Linked DNA regions of Mus musculus: regions 1 and 3 are each linked to region 2. Evidence: chromatin contacts called from public Hi-C and HiChIP or PLAC-seq data. All regions are on one chromosome and are shown on one strand. The core of a region is the stretch at or near the end of the contact, and the rest is flanking DNA. Distances in the headings are between cores, read along the strand shown. Region 1 has its middle 41 kb from the start of Gm31434. Region 2 holds the start of Slco2a1 (solute carrier organic anion transporter family, member 2a1). Region 3 has its middle 57 kb from the start of Gm31434.

Region 1 (2,855 bases), core at 316-2,815, 47 kb after region 2:
TACTTTCTGGAAATTATTAGTATAAAGAGAGGGTAAAACTACCATTACTGTCAACCCAGCAGAAGACATCAGATGTTTTAAATGTCAATGAGCTGCACGCCAGAACCCTTCTGATGGAGGGGGTGTCAGGGACAGCCTCCTCATCCTTGCGCCCGCCTCTGGTCCTCCCTTCTTGACCTCCATAGCACCCTCCCCGTAGCCATAAGCATGTGACGCGGTGCAGAATGGGGACGGTGTCTGTTGATGCTCTAAAACTGCTCATGAAGAACAGTCCCAGGCTTCCTGCACCAAAGGGCTGGGGCTCTTCTCATTGGTCCCAGTCTTCCTGCACCAAAGGGCTGGGGCTCTTCTCATTGGTCCCAGTCTTCCTGCACCAAAGGGCTGGGGCTCTTCTCATTGGTCCCAGTCTTCCTGCACCAAAGGGCTGGGGCTCTTCTCATTGGTCCCAGTCTTCCTGCACCAAAGGGCTGGGGCTCTTCTCATTGGTCCTCCCTTCCCGCCTCGAATTCCTTCCTTGGGATCTCCAGGTTATAAGCTTTTGGCACACCTATCTGGGAAGGCAAGGGGACAGATCCTGTAAACTTCCGACCTGATGAGGAGGGTAGCTGGGTTGGAATTTACCACCAGGCTCTTGCAATCCTTGGCTGGCTATGGCTGTGGCTGGGAGAGTGAGGAGCTACACGTGGAACGGAGGGGGCAGAGAGGAAAGTCGCCCATCACAGGAGGCCTGGCCCGTGTGACCTCCAAATTATCTTGGCCTTTGCAAGGTGACAGGAGGAGTCTAGAAGCTGACATGTGTATGGTCAGCCGGCACTCAGACATGGTGTGCGCCAGGGGCAGCTCGGAGAGGGACTCAGCCCCTCCCAGCTCACTCATTTAGAGAACAAGGGTGAGATGACACACCCCTGCAGTCTTAGCTACTCCAAAGGCTGAGTCTAGAGAATCATTTGAGCTCAGGAGTTCAACACAGGCCTGGGCTAGGGCCTCTCCCATTTCAAAACAAAAAAATTATCAGACCCTGAAAACCCTGGCTGAGTATCTGAGACACAGACCTACAAGCCATACTTGAAGGACCTCTAACTGAGCACAATCTTAATGAAGCCCCATCTACCGCTCAGGCCTGAGAGAGGGTTCTTGGACTCTAGGCTCTAGAAGGCTGACCCTAGGAGCCCCATGGCTTACAGGAAGTCCCTGTCAGAGTTTCAAAGTTTCTAGCTCTTCCTGGTAACAGGGTTGTAAATTCTTCCTCAGGATCCACACTCATACCCAGGAAATTGGGCAGGCTGCACAAGCAAGTTGTTAGAGCCAGAGGAGACTCCAACTCCCCGAACTCCCAAAAGGCGGTCCAAATAGCCAGAAATGGGCTCAGCCTGGACCACAGGAGAATTTCCCGTGACTAGATAAAAGCCAGTATTTCTCAGGGACCGGTGAACCTAGTTTCCCTCTACCAAAAGGAGCCATTTCCCTTACCAGTGGCAGAAGGGACCAACGGCTACCTGTGGTGCCTATTAGCATACCAAAGCACAAGCTGGCCTCCAGGTCTGCTCCTTGTTGCTAGTATCTGTCACCCCTTTCAAAGGTAACGCTGGCTTCCCGGTCTTTTCACTTCCTCCAGCTCCTGGGCTTCCCTTCCCCCACAGCTACTCATTCTCAACTTAACCTGGCAGTTTGTCCCCCCACCCCCACCCCCACTATGTTCTCTCCCTCCTACCCCTACCCTCTCTCCCTCCCTCCTCCCCCCTCTTCCTCTCTCCCTTCTCTGTCCCTCCCCCCTCCTCTTTCTCCTCTCCCTCCCTCTCCTCTCTGTGCTGTCCCCTACTCCTTTCATCATGTCTTCTCTATTCTCTCTCCCCTGCTATTTTCTGCTCTGGACTCTTACAGATGACTATAGCTATTCTACTCTCCCACTCCTTCTCTCTGTTGTGTCTTTTAAAACTAAAGAGAGACGGAATGTGTTTGGTGGAGGTGAGGTAAGGTGTGGGGGAAGGGGTGCCTCTGTGGGCCCCTGCTGAGGCATCCCTTCCCCCTGAGGGACCAGCCACACACATGACAGTATAGTATAGAATAGAGTTTATTCAGGGCATAGGGAGGGGAGTTGAGAGAAGAGGCCAGTCATGAGCATGTGGAGAGAGAGGGGGGAGAAATGGGGAGAGAGGGGGAGGAAGGTTAGGGGACAAGGGCAGAAGAGCAAGAGAGAGAGGTGAGGGAGAGCAGCCTCTTTTATAGTGAGTCAGGCACACCTGGCTGTTGCCAGGTAACTGTGGGGAGTAGCCTAGACTAAATACTCTCTCTCTCTCTCTCTCTCTCTCTCTCTCTCTCTCTCTCTTCTCTCTCTCTCTCTCTCTCTCTTCTGCAATAAAAGCCTACCTGGAGTGGTCATGCTGTCAGTTTATACAGAGGTCCATCCGGGTAAGAAGAAAGGAAATGAGCCTTCTGGGTGCCTACCTGTGACCTTCCAGTCTGCCACTAGAGAGGAGAAGCCCTCCAATAAGAACCCCATCCCCAGATGAAGGTCTCTGCGTGTAAGGGGTGGCAGAGCACCGCCTCCAGAGGCCTAGTGTCCCCTTTCCCTGACTCTCAACTGATCCCTTGCTACTGTGGCAGCCCAGTCACGATGGACAGGGTGCCAGGGACACCAAGTCCCTAGGAAAATCTCCTGTGGGTCCACCCACCCTGGGTGTATCTCGCCCAGAGGCACTCAGATCCCAAAGAGGAGTCCCAGTGTTTCTCTGACCTTCTAGACTCACAGACTCTTTATGGTGGAGTGGGGATATAGCCTCGGGTTTGGATCCATAAACCTGGAAGTCAAAAAAGCAAGAGCACTTCTATCCAAATGGCACACTGTGTCACCTGCA
Region 2 (3,027 bases), core at 364-2,863:
CCATCCTTTAGACACACCCTTTCCTTCTAATTAGCAAGTTTTAAAAAAAATCTCCATAATTCTCCAAGTCCCTCTAAATTGGTAGAACCAAAATAATAAATGGAATTCCCATCCAGGTCTGGCTAGAGGGGAGGAGATCTGAGGACTGTTTTCAATTACCTCCAATTTTCTGTGTTAGGAATATTCCAATGGGAAATCAAGGTAGCCCTTTAAAACCATGGTGGTGGTGGTGGTAGTAACAAAAGAGGGATCCCCACGAGGAACCCCAGTTCTACCAGTAACAGCCTGAGGCAGAACATGCAGGTGGCATTCGCTCTGCCCCACCCCACCCCCCAAACCCCAGTCTCTTTCCGTTAGACACACATAGCCTGTTCACATTTCTCCAATCCTTCCATGTGAGGTCTGGGCACCCATTACATCTAAGGTAGGAATTGTGGGAAATAATCTCTCTGCACCATATGCTTGCCGGACCCCAGGGCGCCTGGATGTCTGACCAAGGTCGTCTAGCCCCTTCCAGGAGATACCTTCTTCAGGAACCTCTCTCCCAAATATTGTGAGGACGCAACCATTCCAGGTCCTTCAAGACCTGGGGGAAGTGGACCCTACTTTTGACCCTTACCAAAGAAGGCATTCTCATGCTAACAGCTTCCTCTTTTTTCTATTAACTCCTCATAACTCTCAGGCCACAGGCACCTCTGGTGGCCTTTCTCCATAAACCTCGAGTGCCTGCTGTTTTCTTGAGACCAGGAGAGCTGGGGAATCCTCAAAACTGCTGGGAGCTATGCAGCCAGGTAGCAATCTAATCTGCGACTCCCAACTATTGCAAAGATGAAAACCCAGGCAAGGAATGCAGGCTTCTACCATCCACTGAGACAAGGTGCCTGTGCTCTGACTTGCATCTCAGGCTGCCCACAGCCTGTTGCCCACAAGGTGCTGGCTAAACTCCTCTGCATCCCTTCTCATTAAGGAAGAGCGCATACCCACAGCAGAGACCCAACAGAATTCCCTGGAGGTGTTCTTTCTCCATGGAAGAACAGGACAGTTCCCCTTTACAAAGTTACGTCTGTTCTGATTATTACTCCCCACGAGAGCCTATGAGCATATGCGCGCAACACACACACACACACACACACACACACACACACAGAGAGAGAGAGAGAGAGAGAGAGAGAGAGAGAGAGAGAGAGAGAGAGAGAGAGGTGTCGCCCCCTCACGCTCACGCTCACGCGCCGGGCCAGGCCCCACGGATGTGGCACCGGGGACAGAGAAGGGAGCCGGGTGCAACCCAGAGCTCCCGGACTGGCCTCATCGACGTCCTAGGTTGTGTCACCCACTCTGCCGCCCTCCTGCCCCGAACACGAACACTACTCACAACACTACTCACCTTAATGTTGTTGAAGACCGAGCGGGAGCAACGTCTGGCTGGGACCGAGGAGGTGCCGCTGCCCTGGCGTGCTCCGGGCTTGGGCAGGAGCCCCATCGTGACTGAGGCGACGTCCCCTGACCGGGCCAAGGTGGTGGCGACAGGCCGGGGTCAGGTTCTGCGGGACTTGGGTGCTTCAGGCTTCAGCGGCGGTAGCCGGGCTATGGGGAGCGAGACGTGGAGACTGAGCGAGAGAGTGAGCGCCCAGAAGTTTTTATAAGTGGCAGCGATGATGAAACGCGCTCTCTCTCCTCCCTCTCTTCCTCGGGTGTCAGAGGTGCTGCTAGCCCCCGCCCAGCCGCTGTCGCCTCCCCCAGGCAGGTGTCTTGGGTCCTGGAGTCGCGGCTGCGGAAGCCCAGAGGCTCTGGGACTCGAGCTGGGTGAGCCTTGGCTGCCTATCAGGTCCTGCTGGCCAGGGTTGAGGGTTGGGGGTAGTGTGTGGGGAGATGGCGGGTCCCCGAGGAAGAGGAGACCGCGTATGGAGGAGGCAGGAGGCTGCAGGCCAGGAGAAACCTGGGGATTTAAGGTGGGCGCGGCACTGGGGAAGGGGTGGGGAGCTAGAGTGGACTCGAGGGGCACGGGGTGATGGAAGGGAGCGAGGAGTCTCTGTGGCTCTTGGGGTTGTCCAGAGCAGGGCTCTGCGTGTCTGCACTCGCTCCGCAAACCTGGGCCCTCGGTTCCGGTGATGGCTCTGAGACTCGCTGCCCAAGCTCTGTTTGTGCTGAGGACTGATTTATATTTAAACTGCTCTTTGCGCTGCAGAGGAGGGTGGGAAGGCGTAACAAGGTGGAGAGGTGGGGGCCGCCCCAGGGCTGGGCTCAAACTCACTGGACCGGAGCCAAGGTAAACTGCAGGCGCTGTCGAGTGTCAGCGGGTCTGGCCTGAAGTGCTGGGGGTTGGGACAAAAGGAAGCGCTGGTCTGACAGGGATTGCCCCAACCCTGACCTCCTCTGCGAGGCTGGAGTGAGCAAGATATTTTTTCCTCTCCTGGACTGGGACCTTAGGGAAAGAAGGTGAGCCTTTTCCAGAAAAAGACAAAATAGATCCCGCAAAAGCTCTTGAGGCAGTTCGGAGGAGGCGCCCTTCCAGCTTCCTACTCTATTGTCTTGGGCAGAACCACCTCTTCCAGCCCAGCCCAGGAAAAGATGCTGTCAATATGGAGAACAATATGGGTGAAGGATGGAGCCCACTGCTTCGTTATTTCTGAAGGCTGATGTTTTCTCAACTCTGGTCTGGTCGGTCTGGGGACTTCTTCCTACGCACTAGCAAGCGAGGCCAAGGACTCTGGACACAGCAATAATCCAGAGGCTGTTGGACAGTGGGCAACTTCTTCGTTGCTTTGTTCACCTGCAGAGAAAAGTACAGACAGACTGGCTCACTGGACCACCGTGGGACACAGGTAGTTAGAGGTGACAGTGTACACTGGACACAGAAGGCCCCATCCATGGTGGATTGTGCCTGATGCTATGTAGATTTCTTGTACCACCAGTGCTAGATCTAAGTGAGAGAGGGTTGCTTTGATGATCTGGACTTTACAGGTAAGGATGCCAGAGGGATCAATTAGAGGGACCAAAGCCACACTGCAAGGAAGTAATAGAACTAGA
Region 3 (3,002 bases), core at 480-2,979, 63 kb after region 2:
TCATTCAGCATTGGGAGTCTCGGATATCCATCTTTTGATGGGATAAGCCTGAAGACTCTGTTAGTCATCCATGTGGTGATGTATGTCCTGAGACCTTATGAGTCAAAAGCTGTGGGGAGGCAACTCGTTCAGTCCCCTGGGAATGGCCTGTTTTCTTGGAACTTGCTGTGAACACCTTGGCAACTGAGAGATAAGAGGAGATCTCAAAACGTTCTGTGCTTGGAGAAATGAGTGGCCCAGGCTCGTTTCCCGTTCTTCCACCACCATCACGCTGATGTCTGTTTTGTCTTGAACAGACAGAGCCATTTCTGTTGCACTGTGGTCGTGGCTTGGGTAGATTATGAACTGTAATTCCTTCAGGCACTTACTCAACAGCTAATTTCTCTGAGTTGGTTCCGGGTATTAATCACAACACTCTCTTTCTTCTCATGCTCTCGAAACTTAACGTTGTCTTTCTTTTCTCACGTCCACCACTTGCTGTCTCTCAGCAGAACCACAGCTACTCAGGGCCTACCCATTTTGACCAAAAAAAAAAAAAAAAAAAACAAACCAAAAAAAAAAACCCAAAAAAAAGCCAAATTAAAATGTTTGCCATGTGCTTTTCAGAGTCATCACAGCCAATGAACCAGAATCTTACCCTCTCCAAGCAGAGCCATTGTTCATTGAAACAGTTGATGAATGACTTCATGGATAGAGCATCTTAATACACACACCATTTCTTAAACGAATGTAACCTGTTCCCCGCAGGCTGAGAATGACGACAATCACTCAAGTCAAATAGCTTTGACCATAGCAGGAAATCTGTGTCCAAAAACTGAGCCTACAATTCATTCCTTGGTGCAGCAGAACTGTCAACTCTTAGCTTAGCTACTATGGAGGTAAAAATCCTTTGGTGATGTGAGGGACATTCAAGCACAGCCTTATTACAGTGAAGTCCAATGTCCAAAAACTGTTCTTATTTCGTGTTTGTACCACAGTAAGAGCCAAGGTTCTAAGCTCTACTGCAAACAAAACTAACAAACAAACAAAAAGACTTTAATGTATTTATGTTCATTAAGTAATATGTGTTATTGAGCCATTGGTATGCAGAGCTCACTTTATTCCTTCTTAGAGGTTCAAAATACTCTTCCCATCTCTCCACTCCACTCTTATTTTAGAATATCTCAATTTTATTGCACTTCTACTTTGATAATGGCTGGTTCTCTCCTTAGCGAGCAACACTCTTGCCATGCCTTGTCAACCCACACAATAACATCTGTGCCCACTATCCAGCACGCTGCTCACCCTACTCCTTCCTGTTCCTGAGGGCCTGGTAGTGTGTGCCCTTACTCTCTCTCTTCTTGACAAAGTACTAATTCTACCAAACAATTGCCTCTGACAACAGGGGTCCCTTCTCCAGACTCCAGTACCAGCTCCCTCACTGTTACAACCCACTACTAAGCCAGCATCTTATATTTTGGGATTTTATCCCAATAAGCCCTCACTGCCTTTAATCACCTTTTTACAGGTCAAGGAACTATATAGTTTTGTGAGGTTCCCCCCTCCCTGCCCTGGTTGAATGGTCACCCCTAGCTTGTGACTTCTTGGTCATCTCGGCTAGGTCATTGGTCGGTATTCAGGGAGATAAAAGACTGAAAGCAGTTGAAGAATTCATGACACAGACAATCATGGTGACACACACCTTTAGTCCCAGCAGATGCAGGCGGAGCTCTGTGAGTTAGAGGCCAGCCTCGTTTACATACTGAGTTCCTGGACAGCTAGAGCTACATAATAGAAAGATCCGGTCTCAGTCAACAACAATAGCAGCAAAAGAGTTTGTGGGGTTAGCCTAGGCACTGGGCCAGGAAGTGATACTACATTAGCCAGAGCTAGTCTCAAGGCTTCATCCAGAGACAGAGAACACGGGGGAATGCACACTCATCCTGCACAGAACTTCTGAAAGACGGCTGCTTGGTGTTGGTCTTACAGCGCTGTCTGTGTGTCCTTCTTCGCATCTGCCTACCTATCCCCGCCGTACTTAGGATTCTTCAGAAAGGCAGAAGCAACAGGCTAGACTTAGACATGAGGAAAGAGACTTATTAGGAAAGATTGTCTCACACAGTCACCAACGCTGAGATGTCTCATGGTTGACCTCTGCAACCCAGAGAGCAAGGAATGCTGATATACTTTTGAGTTTTAAAACCTGAGAGCCTTTAGCATCTTAAAGTCTAAATCCAAGACTTAAGAAGCAGGGTGCTGGCATCTGAAGACGAGAGAGGACAGCTTCGTGGGCCTTTTGGTCCTATTCTGAATCTCAGTGTATTGGAACTCATATTGGCCAGGGGGATTTTATATATATATATATATAGTCTCTGACGCAAATGTTTCTTCTAGAAACAGCCTCACAGACACACCTAGGAGTAACGTTTAACAAGCTCTCTGGACATCCCTTAGCCTAGTTAAGTTGAAACAGAAAATCAGTCATCATGTTCTTCCTTGTGACTATTCAATACTTTTGAGGGCGGACCCCTTCAGAGGCTGGGGAAAGAACTGACTACTGCACCACGCAGAGCCCAGACCTTGAGGCCCTTGCAGACCTTGTCTGTCTCTCTACCTGGGACACCAGGTGCATGCTGAGTAAATGAATATAGAATGGGGGCTGGGGCGGGGGATGAGTCAACTAACGGTCTAGACACTGAAGGGCTTCTGGTCTATGTTGATGGATCGGAACGCCAGTCTTTGTCTTGAGAAAGCAGGCAGAACTCGTGTGCAACAGAACACAGTATGTGGAAGGAAGCAACCGCCTGAGGCTAAGTGATGAGAGGTTCCTGCTAAAATCCCTTCCCTGGGGTAAAATAACATAATGTCTACCATTCCTCCCAAGGTCTCAATGGCAAGCCTAGGCAGGGTTCCACCAGACATCTCTCTAAAGGACAAATGACTGAGGGGTTACTTTCAGAGATGCAGTGTTCCTCCCACAACTGTGCACATCTGGAAAGCCTTACCCAACAAGGATAAGGGTT

What was found. A called contact is a pair of places that touch in the nucleus more often than the background predicts. HiChIP or PLAC-seq counts read pairs in DNA pulled down with a chosen protein or histone mark.
Region 1: a Hi-C map of embryonic stem cells shows a contact between it and region 2, with 1.5 times the contacts expected there. The contact joins the enhancer-like site here to the promoter of Slco2a1 in region 2. A contact is called at or near these places in 2 of 39 promoter capture datasets (epiblast stem cells and liver), 10 of 484 Hi-C or Micro-C datasets (the AML12 cell line, embryonic stem cells, liver and 1 more), 6 of 115 datasets of contacts at active chromatin or transcription factors (embryonic fibroblasts, embryonic stem cells, extraembryonic endoderm stem cells and 2 more) and 1 of 9 other capture datasets (liver).
Region 3: an H3K27ac HiChIP or PLAC-seq map of trophoblast stem cells shows a contact between it and region 2, with 28 read pairs. The contact joins the enhancer-like site here to the promoter of Slco2a1 in region 2. A contact is called at or near these places in 6 of 39 promoter capture datasets (3T3-L1-derived adipocytes, cranial neural crest, epiblast stem cells and 2 more), 1 of 15 datasets of contacts at CTCF or cohesin (the NIH/3T3 cell line), 6 of 484 Hi-C or Micro-C datasets (the AML12 cell line, embryonic fibroblasts, embryonic stem cells and 3 more) and 4 of 115 datasets of contacts at active chromatin or transcription factors (embryonic stem cells, extraembryonic endoderm stem cells and trophoblast stem cells).

The regions. Positions count from the first base shown.
Region 1 is chr9:102,960,266-102,963,120 of GRCm38.p6, reverse strand. No RefSeq gene overlaps it. Among named protein-coding and RNA genes, the nearest start is that of Gm31434, 41 kb to the left of the region's middle. Within about 2 kb of position 1,565, at least 28 of the 459 cell types and tissues checked have an H3K27ac peak or open chromatin away from gene starts, as enhancers often do. A contact at or near this core is called in embryonic stem cells, epiblast stem cells and trophoblast stem cells, where this site is marked.
Region 2 is chr9:103,007,073-103,010,099 of GRCm38.p6, reverse strand. It overlaps Slco2a1 (solute carrier organic anion transporter family, member 2a1), which reads right to left and starts at 1,613. Exons shown (of 14, transcript NM_033314.4): 1 at 1,385-1,613. The coding sequence starts at 1,480.
Region 3 is chr9:102,943,923-102,946,924 of GRCm38.p6, reverse strand. No RefSeq gene overlaps it. Among named protein-coding and RNA genes, the nearest start is that of Gm31434, 57 kb to the left of the region's middle. Within about 2 kb of position 1,729, at least 15 of the 459 cell types and tissues checked have an H3K27ac peak or open chromatin away from gene starts, as enhancers often do. A contact at or near this core is called in trophoblast stem cells, where this site is marked.